2 separate regions of the Anser cygnoides genome follow, and region 2 is linked to region 1. The links are chromatin contacts, called in public Hi-C maps. All regions are on one chromosome and are shown on one strand. The core of a region is the stretch at or near the end of the contact, and the rest is flanking DNA. Distances in the headings are between cores, read along the strand shown. Region 1 holds the start of FAAH2 (fatty acid amide hydrolase 2). Region 2 holds the start of STEEP1 (STING1 ER exit protein 1).

Region 1 (3,815 bases), core at 930-3,429:
CGAAGCCTGCTCAGCTCGGGCGCGAGCTTCCTGAAGCAATTTCAGAGAATTTCTCTCAAACCCCTGTGTGCTGTAACATGGTTATTCAACAGCCACACAGCACAGCAGGCGGTCTGGCTCCTGGCAAGCTCTCAAGAAGACAGATAATGGAAATGCAGAGCACAGCATCGCTCAGTGGTGGATCTGATTAATGGCAGGCTCGGAGGAACTTCAAACTTGGTGGGTTGGGTTTATGACAGACCTAAGTCCCAGGGATGCAAGACCCTGAATCATGCTTTTCTTCGCCCTAGCTTGGGGACAGCTTTGGATGTGTGAGCTTCACTGCTTATTTCCAACCTCCTTGCTCTTGGCTGCTTGTTTTTTAATCAGATTGGAATTAACTGGCTTATGGGGTGTTGCTTGCTTGTTGGGTTGATTATGGCCATTGAAAAGCAGTCTTAATTTTAATCTTAGGCGTCCTGGTACTTTATTTCTAGAGCACCTTCTATCTCATTTTTCCATTTTTCATGGAAATGAAGTTCCTCTGGGATACCATGAATTATGGTAGCTGTTCTTTTGGCTTTGCTCCCAGAAAGCTCACTGGCTCGTCCTAGTGAGAAGCAGCACTAGCTGTGATCTGGGGCAGCACTGGCACACAGCGTGATTAGCAGGGACGCGGGGCACTGGTGCCAAGTGCACATCGGCTGACCAGGTATGAATTTCAAAGCTGTTCTTGAAGATGATGAAGATGAAGGGAGACACTTTGCACAGCAAACGATGCCAAAGCTGGGCTGCCTAGGGAAGAGCAGCAAAGGGAGCAGAGACCTTGGGCAGAAGAGATTTTGCTCCTACCGCTCTCTGCCAACATTTGGGCAGGACTTGAGGGGGAACAACAGCAAATTTGCCAGAAAAATGACAAGAGCAGCACTGGGACGGTGATTAGGAGGGGCACTCTCTCCGTCTCCTTCCTGAGGATGGATGTCAGTGCTCTCGCTCTGGCAGAAGCCTGTGGGACAGACCCAGGCTCCCCCAAGATCTGAAGATGCCTTCTCATTGCTAGCTCCACATCAGCAACGTGAAGGCGCTGCTGCCAGATTTCACGGGCCAAGTTTTAACAAGTCCTGTCTTACTGTTTCTTCTAAGCAGGTGACTTTGGGGCTTTGCTAAGCCACGATTACGCAGAGATGCAGACACGAGGAAACCTTTCTAATCTGCCCCTGTTGTAATCTGAGGGTGTGTAGGTGCTTAAATATTGCAGGGGAAAGTGCAAAGACCACATGAGGACCTAGATAAGGCCACCTGCGCAGGTGTTTCAGCAATGTCAGGGAACACAGAGTGGTTCCCTGCTGCTGCACTGCCGGAGGCACACACGGGAACACGGAGAGTGGCGGGGGACCCATGCCAATGCTGGGTCAGGGCAGACCTGTCAGGGAAAAAAAAAGAGATTGGGTTATTAAAATCATTGGGGGAAAAAAATGTCCCATCGCCACGCGGGACTAAGGGACTCCCCCCCCTTTTACAGGGAAAATAATCTCTTTGATAACAGCTGTATAAAAAAAAATACTATCAAGATGATAGTATTGATGCTAGGCTTGTTTTCACAGGTCAGAGGTTGCTCCGGCATCCTCGTGGGGCGTGAACGCCCCAAGTTGGACTAGATGGAGTCGGACTAGGTGATCTAGGAGTTGGACTCGATGATCCTCATGGGTCCCTTCCAACCCGGGGTATTCTGTGAGTCTGTGATTCTACAAGTTACTTCCACAAACGCTGACGCTTTGGCTTCGCAGTCATAAAAGGTTTTCACAACAGCCAAATCCCCTCAGCCCCCTGGAGCTCTGCGGGGAAATGCGACCCCCGGGGCGGCGGGGGGCTGCGACGGGTCGGGGCGCTGCATTCAGGCACGCCTTGTTTGTTTGTTCCCCGCACCATCAGCTCCCGCGGCGCTCGCCCCGAGGCCGGAGGCGATGACCCCAAAGGCCAAGCTCCTGAGGGCCGCCTCGGGGCTCTCTCAGCGCGGCCACCTCACCACCGCTTCCCCGGGACCACCCCAACCCCCGGCGGCCATTTTGCCGCGGCGCTGCGAGCCCGGCGCCCTACGCTGGTTGCGCGCCCTACGCCGCCTGCGCAGCGCCGCGCGCCGTTACCACGGCAACCGCGCCCTCCTTCCGCGGCGGCGCCGCCGACGTCACTGCCCCGCCCGCCCCCGGCCGCACTAGGAGCACTAGGAGCACTAGGAGCACTAGGAGCACTAGGAGCACTAGGGGCACTAGGGGCACTAGGAGCACTGGTAGCACTAGGGGCGCCGGGAGCGGCCATGGCGCTGTCGCGCGCGGAGCGGTGCCTGGCGCTGCTGCTGCGGCTGCTGTCCCGCGCCTGCCTGGCGCTGCTGGGGCTGGCGGCCCCCGCGACGCCCCGCGCCGTGCCCCCACCGCGCCGCTCGCTGCTGCTGCTGCCCGCCCGGCAGCTGGCGAAGCGGCTCCGGCAGCGGCAGGTGGGCACCCAGGGGTGCTGGGGGGAGGGGGCGTAGGGTGTGTGGGGGGCACCCTCGTCGCTGAGCACCTTCCTCCTCCTCCCCAGGTGACGTGCGTGGAGGTGGTGGAGGCCTACATCGAGAGGATTAGGGAGGTGAATCCGCTGATCAACGCCGTCGTCAAGGACAGGTAGCGCGGGGGCTACCTTATCCCCCTTATCCGCCCCCATGCTTCGCAGCAGCACCGGAGCTGCCTCTCCCCTGGGTTCTGCGCAGGTTTGAGGAGGCCCTGCAAGAAGCCCGGCAGGTGGACAAGCTGCTGGCAGAGAGCCCCGGCGAGGACTACCTGGAGGAGAAGTTCCCCTTCCTGGGGGTCCCCATCACCGTCAAGGAGGCCTTCTCGTTGCACGGTGGGTTCGCCCCCGTGCCTCTTGCAGCAGGAGCGAGGCGGTGGCATGCAGCACCTTGGGTGGCGGGTGGCCGCTACAAGGAGCTCAGGGGGAAGCGGCGTCCCTCTCCCCGCCTGCCTCCCCTTTGATGACCCTTGCCTTGCAGGGATGCCCAACACCTCCGGCCTGGTCAACCGCCGCAACGTCATCGCCACCTCCGATGCCACCGTCGTGTCACGGCTGAAGCAAGCTGGCGCCATCCCGCTGGGGGTGACCAACTGCAGCGAGCTGTGCATGTGGTACGAGTCCAGCAACAGGGTCTATGGCCGGACCAACAACCCCTATGACCTGCAGAGGATCGTGGGGGGCAGCTCAGGTGAGCACGCTGCTCTGGGAGGAAAGGGTCAAAATGCAAAAAGGAAATTGCTCCCACTGCACGCTGCTTTAACTTGCTGCTGGGCTCCTGCAGAGCTTGCAGGCATTGTCCGGGGCAGTGCAGGAGGTGATTTGTAGGCGCAACGTCTTCACACCTCCTGGGTGTCACACTTGGCACTGCTTTATCTTGCTGTGGGTACAAAGAGCAGTGCAGATGTGGCATTTAAGCAAAAATCCCCTTGGCCTGTTTTCCCAGACATTGCAAAAGTGGCTCCCACCCTGCGTGCACACAAAGGGAAGTGCCTACTGCAGGATGCTTCTGCTTGTTCTGCACTATAAACCACCGTTCTTGCTTTATTTTCTCCTGTGCAGGTGGGGAGGGCGGTGTCCTTGCAGCCGCCTGCTCGGTGATAGGTGTGGGCTCCGACATCGGCGGCAGCATCCGGATGCCAGCTTTCTTCAACGGCGTCTTTGGCCATAAACCCACCACAGGTGAACCTCTGCAGGTGAAATGCACAGAGGAGGAGGGCTGTGGGAGGAAGCTCCTCTGCTTGCCTCCAGTGGGTTTTTCCACTGTGGGGCTGCCACGCACTGACAAGCAA
Region 2 (3,815 bases), core at 761-3,260, 630 kb before region 1:
TCTCTATACTCATAGTCTGACCAGCCATTTAGCTTGTGCGCAAAGCTAACAGATCTCGGGGACTTCTGTTCAACTCTACAAAACACTCACCAACTCCTGTAGCCTTCTTTTGCTCATTCCTTTCCGTTCCAGCTGTTTCTCGATCACTTTTGCGTTCTGTGCGTAGGAGTCTGCAATCTCCCTCTGCAACACACACACACAGTGCCCCTTTGCAACAGCAAATCCTAAAGCATCAACATCTCATCCCAATGGCGAGATGGTCATCAGCTCTGATCGGTGGCCAGCTGGGACAACTGCCCAACTCCCATACGACTGCCACTATGGGCAGAGAAAACTCACTGCTTCGATCTCTTCCTCCTCTTCATCAATTGTGGAGACCGTGACAGAACTGAACTTGCCCATGTCTTTGGTCCGTTTGGTCATCATCACCTAGATAAGAAGCAAAGTATTTTGTTAAACCCGGGAAGAGTTGTGCCACTAGGGGCTACTTCCCCCTCCAAAGCTTTTAAGACTTCTCACGCAAGGCATAAAGATTTCCTGAACCTGTGTGTGGCACAGAATTATCCCCAATAATTTCTGGGCATAGTGCTGTCATTATCAGAGGCAAACTCACTGACATGCAGTAGATTAGCCAGGTTTTGAGAATCGCCATGCAGATTACCAGCCTGATCTATTTACAAATGGAGACTTTCTGGTAACTGAGCCCCAAAATGAGGCAAAGTCCAGACTGCCAAATTTGTTTTGCTTTTCTTTAGTGCTAGGACTCCAAGCTGCAGCGACCTCTCCAATTATAAACTTAAGGCAAACAGACAGGGAGAAGATGCAGAACTGTGTAACTGTTTATGGGTCCTTCTCTTCCTCTTGCTTTTTCTTTCCTCCCCTGGAGCAGGTTACCTTTTTGGGAGGTTCTTGCTTCTGAGTATATATGTTTGTTTTCCCAAAGCCCTGCCCAAACTTGACCACAGCACCATCAACGATGAATGTCACCGGAGCGTTCTTCTGCTGGTGTTGATAAAAGAGCAGCAGTCCACACCTGGAATAAAAGCACATCTGTGTGCGAGAAAACGAGCGTTCTGGCTTCCTATAGCTACCCAGCAGGCAGACTGAAAACTACCAAGGAAAGCCACCACCACACTCCTACTCTTGCAAAAATTAAGGGTTGAAGGGTACTATAAGAGGTTGAAGAATCTGTTCAGAAGTGAAGAGTGAAGACATGAGAATAAATCTGCCGCCATTAAAATCAAAACCCACTAATTAATCTTTAATTGCACTAGGATGCCCATTTCCCTTTGCACACTCAGCTCCTGCTCTCCCAAGCCACGAAACCGAGCTGTACAGCTGCAGCAGGAGTCGAGGTGACAGCACAGTGCCCTGGCAGGAGGAGCAGAGGTTCTGGAGCCATCACAGGGAGCAAACACCCTCTGTAGGGGATCACAGGCAGCTTACACAGAGCAGGGAGCCGGCTGCAGACAACACGCCCCATCACTTACTTGCCGCACTTCTTCCTGAACTGCCGCTCGATGCCTTCGGGCCTGGGGGCACAGAGGGGGCTCAGGGGGTTGCGGGGCGCACAGCAGCCCGCAGCGGCCCCCCCCCAGCCCCCGGATAGCGGCTCCCCACCTGCGCAGGAAGACGCTCTCCTCCTCCTCGGCGTTGCAGAACTTGTGCGCGTGCTTGGCGGCGTCCATCACCCGGGCGCGGTCCCGCGGCCGCATGGGCAGCTTCTCCAGCTGGCAGTCTGCGGGGGGGGGCGGGGGGGGCCGTGAGGGGGCCCGGCCCGGCCCGGCCCGGCCCTGCCCTGCCCTGCCCGGCCCCGTCCCCCCGCCCCGCTCACCCAGCACGAGCACCATCTGCCCGCACAGGCAGTAGTAGACGTGCAGCGGCTTCTCGCCGTCGTCGTACTCCTCGCGGTCGCGGGTGTCGGAGCACACCACGGAGCGCGACACCACCTTCGGCATGGCGGCGGGGGGCGGGGCCTCGGCGTCGTGGGCGTGGCCACCTCACGGGGGGCGTGGTCACCTCACGGGGGGCGTGGCCACATCATCACGGGGGCGTGGCCACCTCACAGGGGGCGTGGCCGCGGCGCGGCGCCCCCGCAGCATCCGGCTCCTCCCTCTCCCCCCCCCGCCCCCCCGCGGCGCTTGGTACGTGCCGGGAGCGCCCGGCGGCAGCGCAGCGCTCGGCGCAGCCCACGCTCGCCGCCTCCCCCCCCTCCCCCCGCAGTGGTAGCGGCCGCGATCGTTCCCGGCCGCCGCCTCAGCCCGAGCCTCCCGCCGCCGCCGCCGCTGCCGGGCGCCCCGCGCTGCCCGCGGCCGTGTATGAGCGATTCGTAAGGGCGGCCGCCATGTCCACCCCGGCCCGTCGGCGCCTCATGCGGGACTTCAAGAGGTAGCGGGGGTGGCGGGGGGGGGAGGCCGAGGGGCGCCGCGCCCGGCCGCCGGCAGAGGAGGGGGCAGCGCAACATGGCGGCGGGGCAGGGCGCGCTCCGCAGATTGCGTAGCGCCGGGCCGCGCCGCCTGCCTGCGGGTTACGCCGTTTGCGCAGCGGCGGGCGGCTACCTGCCGGGGCTACGCCGAGTGCGTAGGGGCGGGGGAGGAGCGGGGGAAGCTGAGGGGACGGGGGGCGGCCTAGAGGGGACCGGGGGGGACACGGGGGGGGGCACGGGGACACCTGGTCCCGGCGCTGAGGCCCGGCTGTGCCCGCAGGCTGCAGGAGGACCCCCCGGCCGGCGTGAGCGGGGCCCCCTCCGAGAACAACATCATGGTGTGGAACGCCGTCATCTTCGGGTGAGTGGGGCCGGGGGCGGCGGCGGGGCTCCCCCTGGGGCCGGGCGGCCCGCGGTAACGCTGTGCTCTGCTTCCCTCCCGCAGGCCCGAGGGGACCCCCTTCGAGGACGGTGAGTGAGGTTGTGGGGGGCTGCGTCCTGCCCCGGGGGGCTCCGTGCTGTCCCGGGGCTGGCTTCCTCGGGGGGGGCTTGGCAACAGGTGGGGGCCTGGGGACACGGGAGGGACGAGGGCGGGTGTCCCACTGCCCACCCACGTACCCAACACCCACTAAACTCGGTTTTCTGCCCTGCTCCGAGGAAGCGTGAGGCCCACTGCTAGGCTGGCTTACAAAAACATGCAAAAAAAAAAACAACAGCAACATCGGGGCTTGTTTATAGTTGCTAAACCTGGGTATCTGAAGGCTAATTTAACCTTATTAAGGTTTCGTTGAGCCCTGGGTGGCGTTTTTGGGGATCCTTGTGTTTGGAGCGATGTCAAACTTGGTGTAGAAGTGCTGTCATTCCGAATTATTTGATTTCTGTGTGTTGTTCTGACACTGAAAGTGCTTTGCAAATAAGTCCCCATGTGAGTCAGCTGCATAAGGAAACAGGCCGGATGTTTGAGGAAGTCCAGAGCAGAATTCTTTTACTTTTGTTCTTGACGTCTACTTCACTGCACTACAGCTGGTGTTGTTTGGGGTTGAAGATTAAAAAGACTTCTTAGCTTCTAAAGCAGGCTAAATGGGTCCTTGTGGCACACCTGCATCCAGCTAGTGTCTTTTTGGTGTTATGGTGAATCCTTCAGCAACCCTGTGAAAACTTGTCAGACACGAAATGCCGTCCAGCTGAAATCAGTGATGCGTTTTTTAAGATACTTTCAGTGCAGGCTATAATTAATCCTAGATCTCCGTGACTCATGGCAAAAGTATAAGAAAAACTCCGTAACTGTTACGTTGGTCTTAGCTAACTACTTTGTCTCTGTTTATCCTTGGAGGTAGCACCTGTAGGTATGCCTGTAAATGACAGATGTTTTCTGTGAAGATTCTGTGTG

The links. Hi-C and Micro-C count contacts between places; a contact is called where the count stands out from the background.
Region 2: a Hi-C map of liver shows a contact between it and region 1, with 2.4 times the contacts expected there. The contact joins the promoter of STEEP1 here to the promoter of FAAH2 in region 1. A contact is called at or near these places in 2 of 7 Hi-C or Micro-C datasets (both in liver).

What each region holds. Positions count from the first base shown.
Region 1 is chr13:6,598,700-6,602,514 of Taihu_goose_T2T_genome, reverse strand. It overlaps FAAH2 (fatty acid amide hydrolase 2), which reads left to right and starts at 2,179. Exons shown (of 11, transcript XM_048078718.2): 1 at 2,179-2,470; 2 at 2,557-2,639; 3 at 2,726-2,859; 4 at 3,005-3,214; 5 at 3,586-3,705. The coding sequence starts at 2,294.
Region 2 is chr13:7,223,785-7,227,599 of Taihu_goose_T2T_genome, reverse strand. It overlaps STEEP1 (STING1 ER exit protein 1), which reads right to left and starts at 2,010. Exons shown (of 7, transcript XM_067004816.1): 1 at 1,835-2,010; 2 at 1,621-1,738; 3 at 1,491-1,532; 4 at 895-1,033; 5 at 340-429; 6 at 91-183. The coding sequence starts at 1,958. UBE2A (ubiquitin conjugating enzyme E2 A) reads left to right here and starts at 2,193. Exons shown (of 6, transcript XM_067004817.1): 1 at 2,193-2,388; 2 at 2,706-2,786; 3 at 2,871-2,896. The coding sequence starts at 2,345.